Regions from separate parts of the Rattus norvegicus genome. Here region 2 is linked to region 1. A link is a contact called in public Hi-C data. All regions are on one chromosome and are shown on one strand. The core of a region is the stretch at or near the end of the contact, and the rest is flanking DNA. Distances in the headings are between cores, read along the strand shown.

What was found. Hi-C and Micro-C count contacts between places; a contact is called where the count stands out from the background.
Region 2: a Hi-C map of kidney shows a contact between it and region 1, with 2.8 times the contacts expected there. The contact joins the promoter of Mcmbp here to the promoter of Tial1 in region 1. A contact is called at or near these places in 1 of 12 Hi-C or Micro-C datasets (kidney) and 1 of 1 datasets of contacts at active chromatin or transcription factors (oligodendrocytes).

Annotation. Positions count from the first base shown.
Region 1 is chr1:192,457,012-192,464,186 of GRCr8, reverse strand. Tial1 (Tia1 cytotoxic granule-associated RNA binding protein-like 1) reads left to right here and starts at 2,357. Exons shown (of 12, transcript NM_001013193.1): 1 at 2,357-2,596. The coding sequence starts at 2,565.
Region 2 is chr1:192,743,907-192,750,958 of GRCr8, reverse strand. It overlaps Mcmbp (minichromosome maintenance complex binding protein), which reads left to right and starts at 3,578. Exons shown (of 16, transcript NM_001039608.2): 1 at 3,578-3,917. The coding sequence starts at 3,860.

The sequences.
Region 1 (7,175 bases), core at 1,108-3,607:
TCCGTTAACACCTTGACTTTAGCCTAGTCTCTCACCCCAATCCTTTTTTAAAAAATTAATTTAATTTAATTAATTTAATCTTATGTGCAATGTATGAGATTCCTTGGAAATGAGTTTACAGACAGTTGTAAGTTGCCATGCAAGTGCTGGGGATTGAACCCAGGTCCTCTGGAAGAGCAAGACACTGAGCTATCTCTTTGGTCCCTTTCTAACCTTCTTTTTAAGAAAAGGTCTTAGGTAGCTCAGGCTGGCCTTGAAAAGCCTGATCTACTTTTTTTAATTTTATTTTTCTTGGATATTTTATGTATTTACATTTCAAATGTTATCCCCTTCCCCCACTCCTTTCCCATACACCCTCCCTCTGCTTCTATGAGGATGCTCCCACTCTCACCCACCCACTCCCACCTCAACGCCCTGGCATTCCCCTACATTGGGGAAACCAGCCTTCATAGGCCCAAGGGCTTTTCCTCCCATTGGTGCTGGACAATGCCATCCTCTTCTACATATGTGGCTGGAGCCATGGGTTGCTCCATGTGTACTCTTTGGTTGGTGTTTTAGTCCCTGGGAAGTGGGGTCTGGTTGGTTAATATTGTTCTTCTTCCTTTGGTGTTGCAAACCCCTTCAGCTCCTTCAGTCGTTTCTCAACTCCTCCACTGGGGTCCCCTTGTTCAGTTCAATGGTTAGCTGCAAGCATCCTCATCTGTATCAGTAGGGGTCTGGCAGAACCTCTCAGGAGACACCCATCTGATCCACTTCTTTTTTTTTTTTTTTTTCCGGAGCTGGGGACCGAACCCAGGGCCTTGCGCTTCCTAGGCAAGCGCTCTACCACTGAGCTAAATCCCCAACCCCCTGATCCACTTCTTGAGAGCTGGATTTGCAGACATGTACCGTATGCCTGGCTGAATGTGCCTTTCTGATCTCTAGGACTGTTAAGATAATGCATGTTGGTTTAAATTTATAATTTGTTGCCATAGTAACAAATGTACATTGGGCTAGGCATGGGCCAATGAAGAGTTATGGTTATGACTAATGTAGTTTTATACCTATGTCTAACACTCCATCCCTTGGATCTCACTCTGTAGACCAGGCTGGCCTCAAACTCGGAGATCTGCCTGTCTCTGCCTCCTGTCATTAACAGTGAGCATTACCGCTCAGCTTCCAGTAGATTGTCATGATTTCTGTCTCCTCTCTTGCTTTAGCAACTCAATACTAGCAATCCATGTCCCTCACTACCTAACTCCAGGCTATGTTTTAGCACCAGATCTGGTCCTTGAGCCTCTTTGCTGTTTTCACTGATTATTAGTTTTTGATAAGATCTTATCTATTTCAAGGCTGGCCTTAAATCCATTATCCTCCTGCTCAGCAGTACTGTGCGCCACCACGCGAATATTTTAGTTTTAACTAGGGATTTGAAAGAGCGGTGGAGGCGCAAGTCATTTGCATGAGGGGCTGCTCTTTTGCCGCTTTACCCACTAATTCGATGAGATAATGGGTAGAGATCCTTGTGGAACTTGTAAAGCAAGTTACAAGCGGTATAGTCTAGAAAGGCCTATCTGGTCGGAACACGTGCTCAAAGACCAGGCTGGCTTCGGTGTAGCCCGATGTCCGCCACATCCCTCAGGGTTCAGAGTTGCTTCTCTCCTGCCCGTCGCGTGAGGCGTCGGTTGTTGAACACGGACCAGCAGTTCTGAGGGCAGAGGCGGACGAGGCCGACTAGCTGGAGAACCACGCGGAGCCAGCACACCGCCTGATCCGCAGTTGAAGAAACCGCTCTGGGGCTGGACGGAGGCGGAGCAGAAGCTCACACTGGACCAACAGAAAAGCCTTAAGATGCTAGGAGCGATCCTGGGGCGGGCCCCGGCGCGAGGCACTCTGGGATTTGTAGTTTACTTCCCGGACAGCTCCTCTCTCATTTCGACCACCCGCCTTTTATTCCTCGCTCTCTCCCGGCACGCCGACTACTTTGTCGCGGCACGTCCTCACGTACGACTACACTACCCAGAAACCTCTCCTTCGCGCTCCGGCAAGCTCTGGGTCTTCCTTGAACTACAGTTCCCAGAAGGCCACTGGAGAAGGGCTTCCCCCACTTTCCCGGGACCGCAATTCCCAGAGACTTGATTTCGCGGCTTTTCTCTGTTTTGGATCTGTCTTGGAGCTGGTTAGGGCTTCGCCGGCCAGCAGAACCACAGCGACTACGTGGTCCGTTGTGTCCAGTCGTAGGGTGTACTCTTTGGCCAGGCTTTCTGTCTCTTCAGCCACTTTTGCCGGACAGGCCGTCGCAGCTGGCCTGAGCAGTGACCTGGCGGGCTGCGCCTGCGCCCTGCCGCGTTTCCTGCCTGGCTGGTGGTGGCGGCCATTTTGTTCATCCTCCTCCTCCTCCTGCTCCTCCTGGTTGGAGCGCAGTGTCCGGAGCGGGCTGGGGGGAGCGAGCCCAAGAGCCGGGTTCAGTACCTTTTCCTCTGTCCCCAGCCGGCGCCCGGAGTCCCCCTCCCCTTCCTTCCCGCCCCCTCCCCTCCCCAGCCCTGCCCTCCCCCTTGTCCCGGGATCACTCCGTCGCACCCACCATGATGGAAGACGACGGACAGCCCCGGACTCTGTGAGTACCCGAGACCCGGAGTGCCAGGCACCGAGTGGCCCGGGCACTGCGGGATGCTAAGGGAGGGAGAGCCGGAGACCGGGACTAGAAGCGGAGAGCCGGGCCTCGCGGTGGCGCGGCTGTGAAGTGCATTCCTCATCTGTCCCCCTTCCCAGAGAAGGAAACCCTCCCTTCCCCCCCAAATACAGTCACTTCCTAGGGTCTAGGGCTTGTCTCGACCTTTTCCTCCCGACCCCTTTTTTGCACACTCTTGGCTGGGCTTGTGCACGGCTGAGGCTGTCAGGCACGGGAGAGCTCCTATTCTCCCTGTTTTTGGGGGGCTCCGGGCTGAGCCAGGAGCTATGGGTCCCCACGGGGGCAGGGCTTGGCGGGGGTGGGACTGCTGCTGCATCCTTTGGCGTGAACACTCAGCCTCAGTCCACGTCCTCAGCAGTCCACGTCCTCAGTCTCAGTCGGTCCGAGTCCTTCTCCCCAGCCTACCACTCTTTAACCAGAGGAACCCCTTGTCTCTTTCTGCCCCACGTGCCCCACGCTGTCAGAAACACCCGCCTAGCGCCTGCTGCTTTTGAAGTGCCAAAGTGATTGCCTTTTGCTGCCGTGCACCACCTCTGTCCCTTGGATAACGAAGTTTACTTTGAGCGCTCACTGCGCCAAACTGACAACCAGTTAAACTCCTTTCACTCAGTTAGTGATGCCGCTTCCTAAATCCGTTTGTGCGTCCGGACCATCAGAGTTCGATAAAAGGATGTCTGCTCCCGCTATTTGATGCGTGTCTTTTGAGTGCTATTTTTCGCGGTTTAGCTGTCGGGTTTCACCTGAAGCCCAATCTAATGAATGAATCGCATCTTCCAACCGCTTAATTGGCGTTTCCTTCTTTTCCCCAATGCAGAGTGATGACTCAGCGTCTGTATTCCTTTCCAAATAGTGTGGCAGTCTTTTTTTTCCCCCCTGCATCTGAGTAATTTCCAATTCATTGTTTAAAGTGAGCACCTTGGGTTTTCCCAGCCTCTTCAGGCCTACTACTCCTGCCTGGAGTAACTACACAGAGTCAGCTTGCTGCTTTGTCTCTCTTGCCTCCCTCTGCCTAGTATTGATTGATATGATGATCAGAGTCCACTTGGCTGGGTCGGCTGATGGGGAAAGTACTTTTTGGGGAATGCAAGACGGTAGATAGACGTTGAGAACCTCTAAGCTTCTCAGAGCTTCGTTCGTAGCAGGAATATGTTTATTAAAGAAGGTCCATATCTTTATTCAGCGTTGATACTTTTTTTTAAGCATTGTTTATACTTTACATTTTTATTTCTCTTAACATCTGGTTTGGGGAACTTGAAAACATCCTAAACGTACCATACCCCTGAATGAAAAAAATCTTTGCGTGTGTGTGTGTGTGTGTGTGTGTGTGTGTGTGTGTGTGTGTGTGTGATTTTTCCATTTCTGCCTTCCTCAGAAAAAAGATAATTGAGACAAAATTTGAAATTTGTTCTTCAGCGATTGTTTAAGCCAAGGCTTGGTATTTTGTATTTAGCCGTGAGTACTGTGATGGAAGCATCTGGGGAAGCTGGACTTAAGGCCTAGAAGTAGCTGTTCAAGGAGGGCGGCAGTTACATTGTATCTAAATACCTGAAATGTCACCATTGCGTCATAATAGCCGCTGGGTAATTGGTAAATTCTCATGGCTCATTAACGGCATCTATTTATTCCTTAGAAGAGGTCGACTGTTTCTGTCTGTTACATAGTATGCTTTTTCTGTTTCTTCTTTTCCTGTGATGGTCTTTACATCCACTGTCAGATTTCCTCTAGACCAGAGCTAAATTAATGTTTCATACATTTATCATCTCAGATCTCTTGTCTTTTTTTCTGAAACACATTTCAGTTGTCTGTGTTTGGTTACCTAAAACTGTGATGTAAACAGATGAGTGAATAAACATCTTAAGCTCTATTGTTCCTGTGTGTCAGTATGTGTTTATATATCTTCCTTTTCCCACTTTTCTCCATGGGAGGTTGAGGTGTTTTTGTTTTGTTTTTAAATATAAGAACTGTACAGCTTCCTAGGACTTAACCCTTCCTACACTTAGTTCATTCATTGGCATATAAGAGGTACTCAAATATTTTACAATTGTTCTTTGGTTAAATTAGTGTTGTCTTGTTTTTAAAAGTTCTAATTGATTTAAATTATAGGTATTGTCATACTTCCTGAAGTTTGTTTATGTGTGTGTATCTATATCTATATATGTATATGTATGTATGTATATATGTACAGATACACACACACATATATGTATATACATGTGTGTGTATGTAAAATCTTGACATCAAAGTAAATGTTTACCAGAGTATGGTTTTGTTTATGAAGGGTCTATATTTTGCATTGTGATCTATGGATTAGATTTCTCAAGTGGCTACTGTTTTTAAATAATGTACTCTAAATTAAGCTTATCTTAATTTGTTTACTTTAAAATGCCTGTGTGTTACTAGTAAGGTTTTCTTCCTGCAGACACACACAAGCTAAGACATATGGTTATCTTCAGAAAACAATATGGTGTTTATAGCCTAGGTAGGTTTTTAAATATTCATTATCTACAGTATTACTAATTTATTTGATGGTATTTAAAAGTGATATAGAATTGTCTTGATATAGAGTCTGAAACCCTGTTTATCATATAGTTGCTTTAAAGGTCTGTTTTCTGGTGTTCTTCATTCCCATTTGACATTTATTTGGGGTTATTATGTATTAGTGATCTTAAAAACCAACCAATGAGGTCACAGTATGAGATACTGGTGTTGGAAGTAGACCAGTCTTGTAGGACACACTTCAGCTTTGGGTTGTGTCTTTGCAGTGCAGTGATTTATCTGTGGTTTCTGAACCCACAGTGTGACACTGAATTATAACAGTCAATTGTAATTTAGTCATCTGTTTGGTGTACTAAAGCCCTAGAAATTGTGGATCTAGGATAAAACCAATGCCACCTGTTAAGGCTATTTATTCTTCCTTGATACTCAGTACAAAGAAGGAAATAAGCCATTGATTTAGAGTGCGTTCTGAACACGTGTGAACAGAGCAGAAGAAAACAGTCTAAGCCCTCGTAGCCTTGGCCACACCACTGACGTAGGTGTATGGTGGCTGTAGTCAATCCGGTTTGTTTCTCCAAAGTGTGTGGGTCCTTAGTCAGGTTAGTTACCCTACATCAGTGTGCCTTCTACTTTGCTGCCTTCCTAAAATGAAGTAGTGACAACTTGGGTAGTCCTTTGGGCTGTTGAGGGCTATTGTTGAAAGTCTCCTTTTGTATAGGAATTTGTTAAGAATAATCGAAAAAGAACTTTTATGGAAATGTAGCCCCACTGTATTTTGTATAAAAGTACTGGTAATTTCAGCCTTGGTGGGGTTACTTTTTAGAATGAGAGCACATTCAGTGGAAAAGCTGTCATTAGCTTTCTGCAAGGCACAGTGTTCTTAATTTCTTTCTGCCCAGTTGGACATAGGAAGTAGTTCATTGGCAATGTGAACTTCTGCCTGCTGTGAAACTGCCAAGTTTTCTCGTCTCCAATTGACAATTAGACCCAATGTTAGGGATAAAGGTATCATTTTCAGTTATCAATGCTTCAGCTCCTACAGTTCCTGTTCTTAGAAGACAAGTAGACTGTAAGGTATGCGTTTTCCTTATTTTTCCTTGAGTTAAAAATGATTTTGGAATTTCCTAAGTGTTTTCTGTTACTATAAGAACTCAAGCTATTCTGCTGTTTTGTACATGTTCTTCTGGTAGAAACTGCATATGTAAAAACTTGGAACTTTAGAATATTCTTCTTAGCTGCAGCAGAAGGTGAAGTATAGAAAATACTATTTGGAGAGAAACATCAATCCAGTAAGCTACCCATGATGCTTACTATGATCAATTTTGAACCTTATCTTAAATACCTTTGTTAGAATTATTCTGGGATGGATTATATTTTGATAATGCAAAAAGCACAGTATACTACAGTATGCTTAGAAGTAAAAATTGTGCTTCTATTATATACATAAATTACAGAACCTTTAGTAGAAAAGTCAGTTTAAAATTTAGATAAATGCAGGTGAAATTATATACTGAATTGTGTCCTTTTCATCATAAGAGATTACAATGACCTCTGTTATGGAAAGCTCTGTAAGCTTTAAAACTTAGCTGTTCTTTAGCAGTTAAAATCTGAGTGAGTATTTGGAAAAACAGGATAACTCAGCACTGGACTTTTCTATAAATATTTCATGGCATTCTAAACCTAAATGTTAGCAGTTTTGATCTCTGACAGTGCTAGATAGGGAAATCAATTATATCTATCAATGTGCCTCTAGAATCTGGCAGTTCCCTCACTGATTAGAAATGGGTTGACTTAGAATGAAAGTCTTGTTAAACAAAAATAGCTTTTATTGTGACTTAGCTGTGAAAAGTAACATGCATTTTTTCCTCTTAAATGTTTTAAAACATTAACCCAAACTTAAACCTGTTTAAATCATCAAAACTTTGCTATAGTAAAATGATGTTCCATTTATATTTGTTACTGTCTAGCTTCACATTAAAAAAATCACTGTTTATTCCGTGTCCTCTCC
Region 2 (7,052 bases), core at 2,329-4,828, 290 kb before region 1:
CCTAGAACTCTCAAGAGGTCTGACTGCCTCTTCTTCCCAGGTGCTTAAAAGGGAGTGAGTGTTCGGCCACGCCAGGCTACTATCTCCTTCAATGTATGCATCAACAAAAAGTGTCTTTGGTAAGCAATTCTAAGTGGTAGACGATTTATGTTTCAAAGGGGCAGAGAAAAGATGTATAATTGCAACATTCTAGAGGAACTCCTCTAATCTAGGGTTCAAGGACCTATCTGCCTACTACCAGGTTTTGGCTTGAATAAAAACAGTAAATTCTTGCAGGGTTGAATTTCCTTTGACACGCATTTTTACGGAACCAAGGGGTACCGGGGGTAGTAGTGGGGACACTACTGGTGAGTCATATAACATGGCCTTAAACTGCTAGGAACCATGCTAGACTAGAAGTTGGTCAGGAAAATTATCTTGTCTTTATTATAAATAAGCAAGGCTGAGAACCGTATACCAGAGAGTGATGTATGAAACAGACCCGAAATCCTTCCCTTCGGGAGTTTACAATCTGGCAAAACAATCAACTAAACAAAGTAATAATAAACTGCAAGCTTTCCTTAAATGTGCTTCCTAGAATACTGACTTCAGAGGACAGAGATCTAAACATTCTAGGAGAGGGAGCATGTAGCTCTTCATCAGATCATTAGCAAAAAATAAAAAATAAAAAACCCTAATAAAAAGATTCCCTGAAAAGGAAAACTAAAACTGAAGCCTGAAAACTAGTACCTCAAGCCTCCTGAGTGCAGGGATCCCAGAGGTCCAGCCCTGCTGTGCTGTCACACGTCTTTAATCCCAGCACATGGCAGAGGCAGGCAGATCTCTGTGAGTTTGAGCCTGGTCTACAGAGTGGGCTCCAGGACAGCCAGAGCTATACAATAAGAAACCCTGTCTCTACAAAACAAAAAACAAACAAACAAAATTCATAAGCACAGGGATCTATTTCCTGATGACTCCCCTTATACATGATTACCTCAGAAAAACCTGAATTCCAAAACAATCACTTTGCATAATTAACATCAAAAATGATTTTTTTTATTTTAGACCACAACAGGAAGAAAAAAACCTAATTATCAAGAAGAGAAAAAGGACAGAAAAGGGCACAGAATGAGATATACCTTTTAAGGGGATGCTCTGAGTGACCTTCTTCTAATCAGGTCCCTTCATGACTACACTCTTCTCAATTAAGGATCCATTGATGGGCACTGGAGATGTAGCTCAGCCTGGGCTACATAGTCAGTTCCAAGGAAACCTGGGATAGATGATAGATAGATAGATAGATAGATAGATAGATAGATAGATAGATAGAATCTCAGCACATAGATTTAATTTGTATATTATAAGGCACAGAGCTAAAATACGAAATTTCCCTCATTCAATTCCAAGAACATGGCTACTTTCTCTACTGAAAGAATGGATGAATAAAGTGGAAATACCATCTCTCATAGTTACTTTTCTTCTGTTGTGATACAATACTATGACAAGAAAACTTACAAAGATTTTAATTGGGTTTATGATTTTACAGGGTTAGAGTCTATGATGGCAGGGCAAAGGCCTGGTGACAGAACAGCTGACATCTCATGATCTGAAAACAGAAGGCAGAGAGTGCACACTGGGAGTGGTGGGAGGTTTCTGAAGCTAAGTCTGCCGCCATGACACATCTCCCCCCCCCCCAACAAGCCACACCTTTTAATCCTTCCTGAACAGTTCTACCAACTGGGAATCAAGTATTCAAACATTTGAGCCTATGGGGACTATTCTCATTGAAACAACTACATTGTCCTAGCCTTGTTAGCTTTCTCAACTCACAAAGCCAGACGTAAAGTCAGATTGAAATGCCAAGTCCAAATTACCTCTTTCATCCCAAAGCAAACCAGGGTGTCATTCCAAATCATGCTACTTTGGCATAAAGATTATCTTGAGCGAAGGCAACTGAACAGAACCACATATAAGAAAATCTCCTGCCTTCCCACTGTTTGTACAAAAGCAGGATATAGGGTTTCAAGGCTTCCTCCCTCCCTTTCTACCAGAAAAGACAGAAGCTAATCACCTGGAAGAACTTATATAAGATTTTATATACTATGTTAACCATGAAACTCTCATGTTTTGATTTCCTGCAACTTGTTGCCTTTGGGAACTAAGAACTACCTTCTTCTGTCATTTCTCTACAATGTTATTGTTCTTTGTGGATGATTGCTGTATAACCTCGAATTCTAAGATATTAAATTACTTTTTCCCAGTTGTTCATAAACTTGTGGCACACATGTTCATGAACTTAATTTTTTTTTTCAAGACAGGGTATCTCTGTGTAGCCCTGGCTGTCCTAAAACTCACTCTATAGACCAGGCTGGCATCAAACTCAGATTCACCTGCCTCTGCCTCCTGCGTCCTAGGATTAAAGGTGTGTGCCACCACTGCTTGGCTCTTAATATTTATTTATTTGTTTGTTTGCTTTTGAGACAGGGTCCTATGTAGCTCAGGCTGGCCTCAAATTGGGTATGTGGCCAAGGCTGTCTGTGAACTCCTGACCTTCCTTGCCTATATCCCAAATGCTATAATTTAAAGATAAGTTCATTCCAGGGGACCAAGAAAGGCAGAGGGGCAGGTTTGGTACCCTTTCCCTTCTGCCCTAGAGATTCCTGGGTTCAGTCAAAGCTGCCTCTGTTCATCTATTGCCATCTCTCCCTCTTTTATCCCTTGCTAGGGATTAAATCCAGGTGCCTCTGGCATACCAGGCAAGTGCTCTGCCACTGAGAAGTTCTTATTCTTCAGCTATCTAGATGCTATTCAGATCACCGCTACCTTTTTAAAGCCAAGTAGGTATAGATGGTGAAACCAGGGTTTTCTGAGGTACATCCCATACACAGGGAAAATGTCTTCTTTATGAAAACTTGACAGTTCCTAAGTTCTCTAGACTACAGGTTACAGTGGAGCTGCCCTTCTGCGTCGCCCTGTAAGAGTATTCTGATCTGTATGCTGTACAGGTATCTTGCCATAGCTCCCTAGTTGTCAGGTTGGAAGCAGAAGGGCTCTGGGTGTTTTTGAGGTTAGAAACTAAAGGCTGGGCTAGGAGAAAGTTCTGAGTGCTTGCCAGCTCCTTGGCCATATTGAGAAGCCCACAAGGCTACAAAGCCTCCTTGATTAAATCGTTCAGGAAGAACTCACTGAGCTGGGGGCAAGTTCTTTTACAGGATTTTGTGCAGGGCACCTTAGAAGAGTTCTACCACCAGAGTCACAAAGAGATCCGATGATCAGACACCGAATGGCGTTTCAACCCCTAATTTTGCTCAGAGATGACTCTTGAGGTTGGCTGAACTTGTGGCTTTTGGTCCGTGTGCAAGGTCTCAAACTTTGAGCCAATGAGGCACCCTGATGGAGTTTGCCTCCAACGCGCGAACACGGTGACCACTATACTCAAGCACAGTAGCCTTCCTCTGCCCGTCTCCAAGATGGCGGCCCCGGGATTGCCCTATCTCTACCCGTCTCCAAAATGGCCGCCCGCCCCGCCCACTCCCTCCCCTCCGGGAGTGCGCAGCACGCTCCCGCCGCCCCTCCTTCTTGAGCTCCACCCAGGTCTCTGGTAGCGCGGTCGGTGGCCGCGATTTCCCGCCATTGTGAGAAGTGGAGGCTGGGACGATCTCCCCTCCTCCGGTCGCTGGACAGCAGCTCTGAGACACTCGTCACCGTCGCCGCAACCACCTCTCCTTGAGACGCGCGGAGGCCCGTGGCTCGCGACGCCCGGCGCGTGGGAGGGCGCGGACGAGGAGCGGCTGAGCCCCCGAGGAGAAGCCGGGCTCCGAGCGCGCTCGCCCGGCAGAGAAGCGCCGCGCGGGCCGCGCTGGCCCCAGCCCTCAGCGCCATGCCCTGTGGAGAAGACTGGCTGAGCCACCCGCTCGGGATCGTGCAAGGCTTCTTCGGTGAGTGGCGCGTGGCGAGCAGGGCCGGGAGGGGAGCGGAGTTTGCGGGACCAGGCCTGCCGCGCGGCCACACTCGGGACGGCGGTCCGGGAGAATCACTGCCGAGGGCTCGCGTGGCCCCGGGCCTGGCAGCCAAGCAGAAGCAGCGGACTCGGGCCGCGGACGCAGGTGCCACCACCTCCCGTCACCTGCCCGCTGCCGGGCTCTGGCTCGCTGGCGGCGTGGACCCAGCTGCGAGCGCTGGCAGTGATTGACGGCCTGGCTCCCGGCTGGTGGCCTACCTAGCCCGGGTCCTGCAGACACGAGAGGTCCCCTTGCCCACGGAGGGCCCTCAGAGCGGTCGCGAAGAGAAGCCACTGCCTGTGGGAGCCTGCGGGATATTTCAAAACTTCCGGGGTGTGTGTAGGGGAGTGCTGGATCCTTCGCACAGAAGTTCATTCTGTTTCCACGTCTCCCTTGACATCCGAGAGAATGCTTCATTTTTTACCCCTGCTCTGTTGACTTAAAAACCCGTCAGCTCTGTTATTAGTTCCTGTACCAGGGCTAGCTAGAAATGCTCAGCTACTTAGATGAGTTGATACAGAACGAGAGCCGAGAGTGCTGTAGGCAAGCTGAGTAAATTTTAGTTGTAATTGTCATGGTTACTTTTTTTTTTTTTTTTTTTTTTTTTTTTTTTGCTTTACTGGACCTCCAATTCCCATTCGAATCCCTGATTTCGGTGCGCTTAATGACTGGCCGGAGCCACCAGTCTCCGTGGAATGTGTTTTCTGTACTAATGCTCCCACAGGATCCGATTCATTTTACCTAGAATTCTAACTACTCAGGTAGTTTCCCAGGGTGAAACTAAACCCGGTAGATAAAAGGACTGGGTAGACCTTAAGATTATAGCCAGTGAACACACAGTCTGATAAAGAGGAGCAGGGATGTGCAAGCCCACGAAAGAGTAAAACATGGGCTTGGGATATTATAGCTCAGTAGTAGAATGCATGCCTGGCCTGATGATGGTCTGAGTGTAGTGCAGGTGGAGAGAAGCTAGATCCATACCTAGCAATCTAGGGTGGTTTTCAAGGGGTGTGTGTGTATAAGCAGCTTACCTGTCATTCTGTCACCTGGAAGACAGCTCTGTCTCTAAAAAGAGAAAAAGGGTCCTATGTCCCTTCACCAAGTGCTAGTAATTGAAGTTCAGAATACTGCAGTCAACAGTTGAGACTAATAACAGATTAGCCCAGCCAAGATTCAGTTCTGGACTGGCTGAAAGTGCAAATGTGTAGATACATTCGAAGGAAAAGCTCCCCGTAGTTAAAGGTTTGGGACTTACAGGGTAAAGTTCCAATGACCGACCCCCAGAATTCCTTATCCTTTACTTTGAGGCAGATCTCTAACCTGATCTGGTCTCATGGAAGTCCTCCTGCCTCATCCTTTGGAGTGTGCCTGTGCCACTTGCCCAGCCAGAATCTCCATTTGTGAGAAATATCCCAGTACCCTGGTCTTGCTGTAGGAATGACGTGGTTTTAAATGCAATACAGATTGGATATATCGTTGTCGCGTTTCGTTCCTTAAGTGTGATCCTAAGGTATCACACCTCTTTATTGTACAGGAAAACACAGAACTTGATTACAAGTACTGTAGTATTTTCTAAATCTTGTGGAATGTTGTGGAAAGGTCATTGTTGCCCTCTGAATGGCTCTTAAGTGTAATCTGCCCTGCTCTGTATTTCCACTGTGTTTTCCTGTGGCTGTCATTCCGTTGGGCACCTTTATGATAAGAGTATTGAAGTTGCTGTATGAAAAGTTGGAGACTTTGGTCTGTGTTTGATTTTCGGTTTTGGTACTGGGGATTGAACCCAGTACAGGCAGGCAGGTACATAGTCCATCCCTGAAGATGGTCTTACTGGCTCCACACCAAGCGTCCCTCCAAGTGTTGCATCGGCTTCAGATATTAAATATCTCTTGACCCTGTCAGATATCTTCATCTTCAACACTGCTGCCATAGCCCAGGACCTTGTAGTCATGTTTTAGACTTCTGCAACAGCTTCCAAGTCTCTTGCACTTATATGCTACAACCAGTGGCTTCCGGCTGCTTCTAGAGACTTTCCCTGTTTGGGTTTTAATTTTATAAGTAACCCCAGGTTGCCCTTGAATTCTCCATTTTCCACCTCAGCCTCTTGGTGTGTGGAGATTACTAGTAAATATCACTGTAGTTGTGTTGACCTGAGTATGTTATGACCTCAGTACCTGACCTACACCTTTTTCCTCCTCTGATGCCCTGTACACTGTATAGCCCAGGCTGGGCTTGAGCCTCTAAATTCTGGGATTACAGGCATGTACTGTCTCTTCTGGCTTTCATCGGTATGTCTTCTGAGGTGTTTTTATATCTACTTGTGCTTTTCTCTGAGGATACATGGACATGGACAGGGGCCCTTGGATACCAGAAGTTATAGGCCCTTGTGAGCTCTTTTCCTGTGGGTGCTAGGATACACTTTTTACTCTTAATTTTCCTCTTATTTTCGTTTGTTTCCTTGTTTGGCTGAGACTGTTTGATGTGGCTCAGGTTGGCCTCCAGCTCCCTAATCAAACATGCCCCTACTTTCCAAGTGCTGGGCTCACATCCACGTCTCACTGTGCTTACCCCCACCCCATATGAATAATTTGAATTACTACCCACTTTGACTTAAGCTCTTGTCATTTTACCTAGGCTGGCATCCACCACTTCCTGGGTTCAAGTGACCCTCCTTTAGCTTCTAAGTAGCTGGGACCACCAGTAGGAGATGGGCCACTAGTCGTACCCATAACAAACAACACACACACACACACACACACACACACACACACACACACACACACACACACACACACGCCTGCTCGCTCGCTCTCTCACTCAGCCGTCCCACTGGCCACGTAACTGCTCTTGATTCCAGGTAGCTTGTAACAGCTGCCTCTTCATTTTAGGTGTTTCAGTTTTGGCTTAGTTGGGTTCCTTGGTTCATTCTAATGGATGAGGCTGGCCAGCGTCTGAAGGAGGAAGTCTGAGACTAATCACTAGTGTTTTCAAAAGTTCAAAGCAGTAATGAGATCAGCGGAAGCTGCTCTGTTCTTGTCATCAGTCCACTGTCTTGTGTGCACCCAGTGTGGAGCT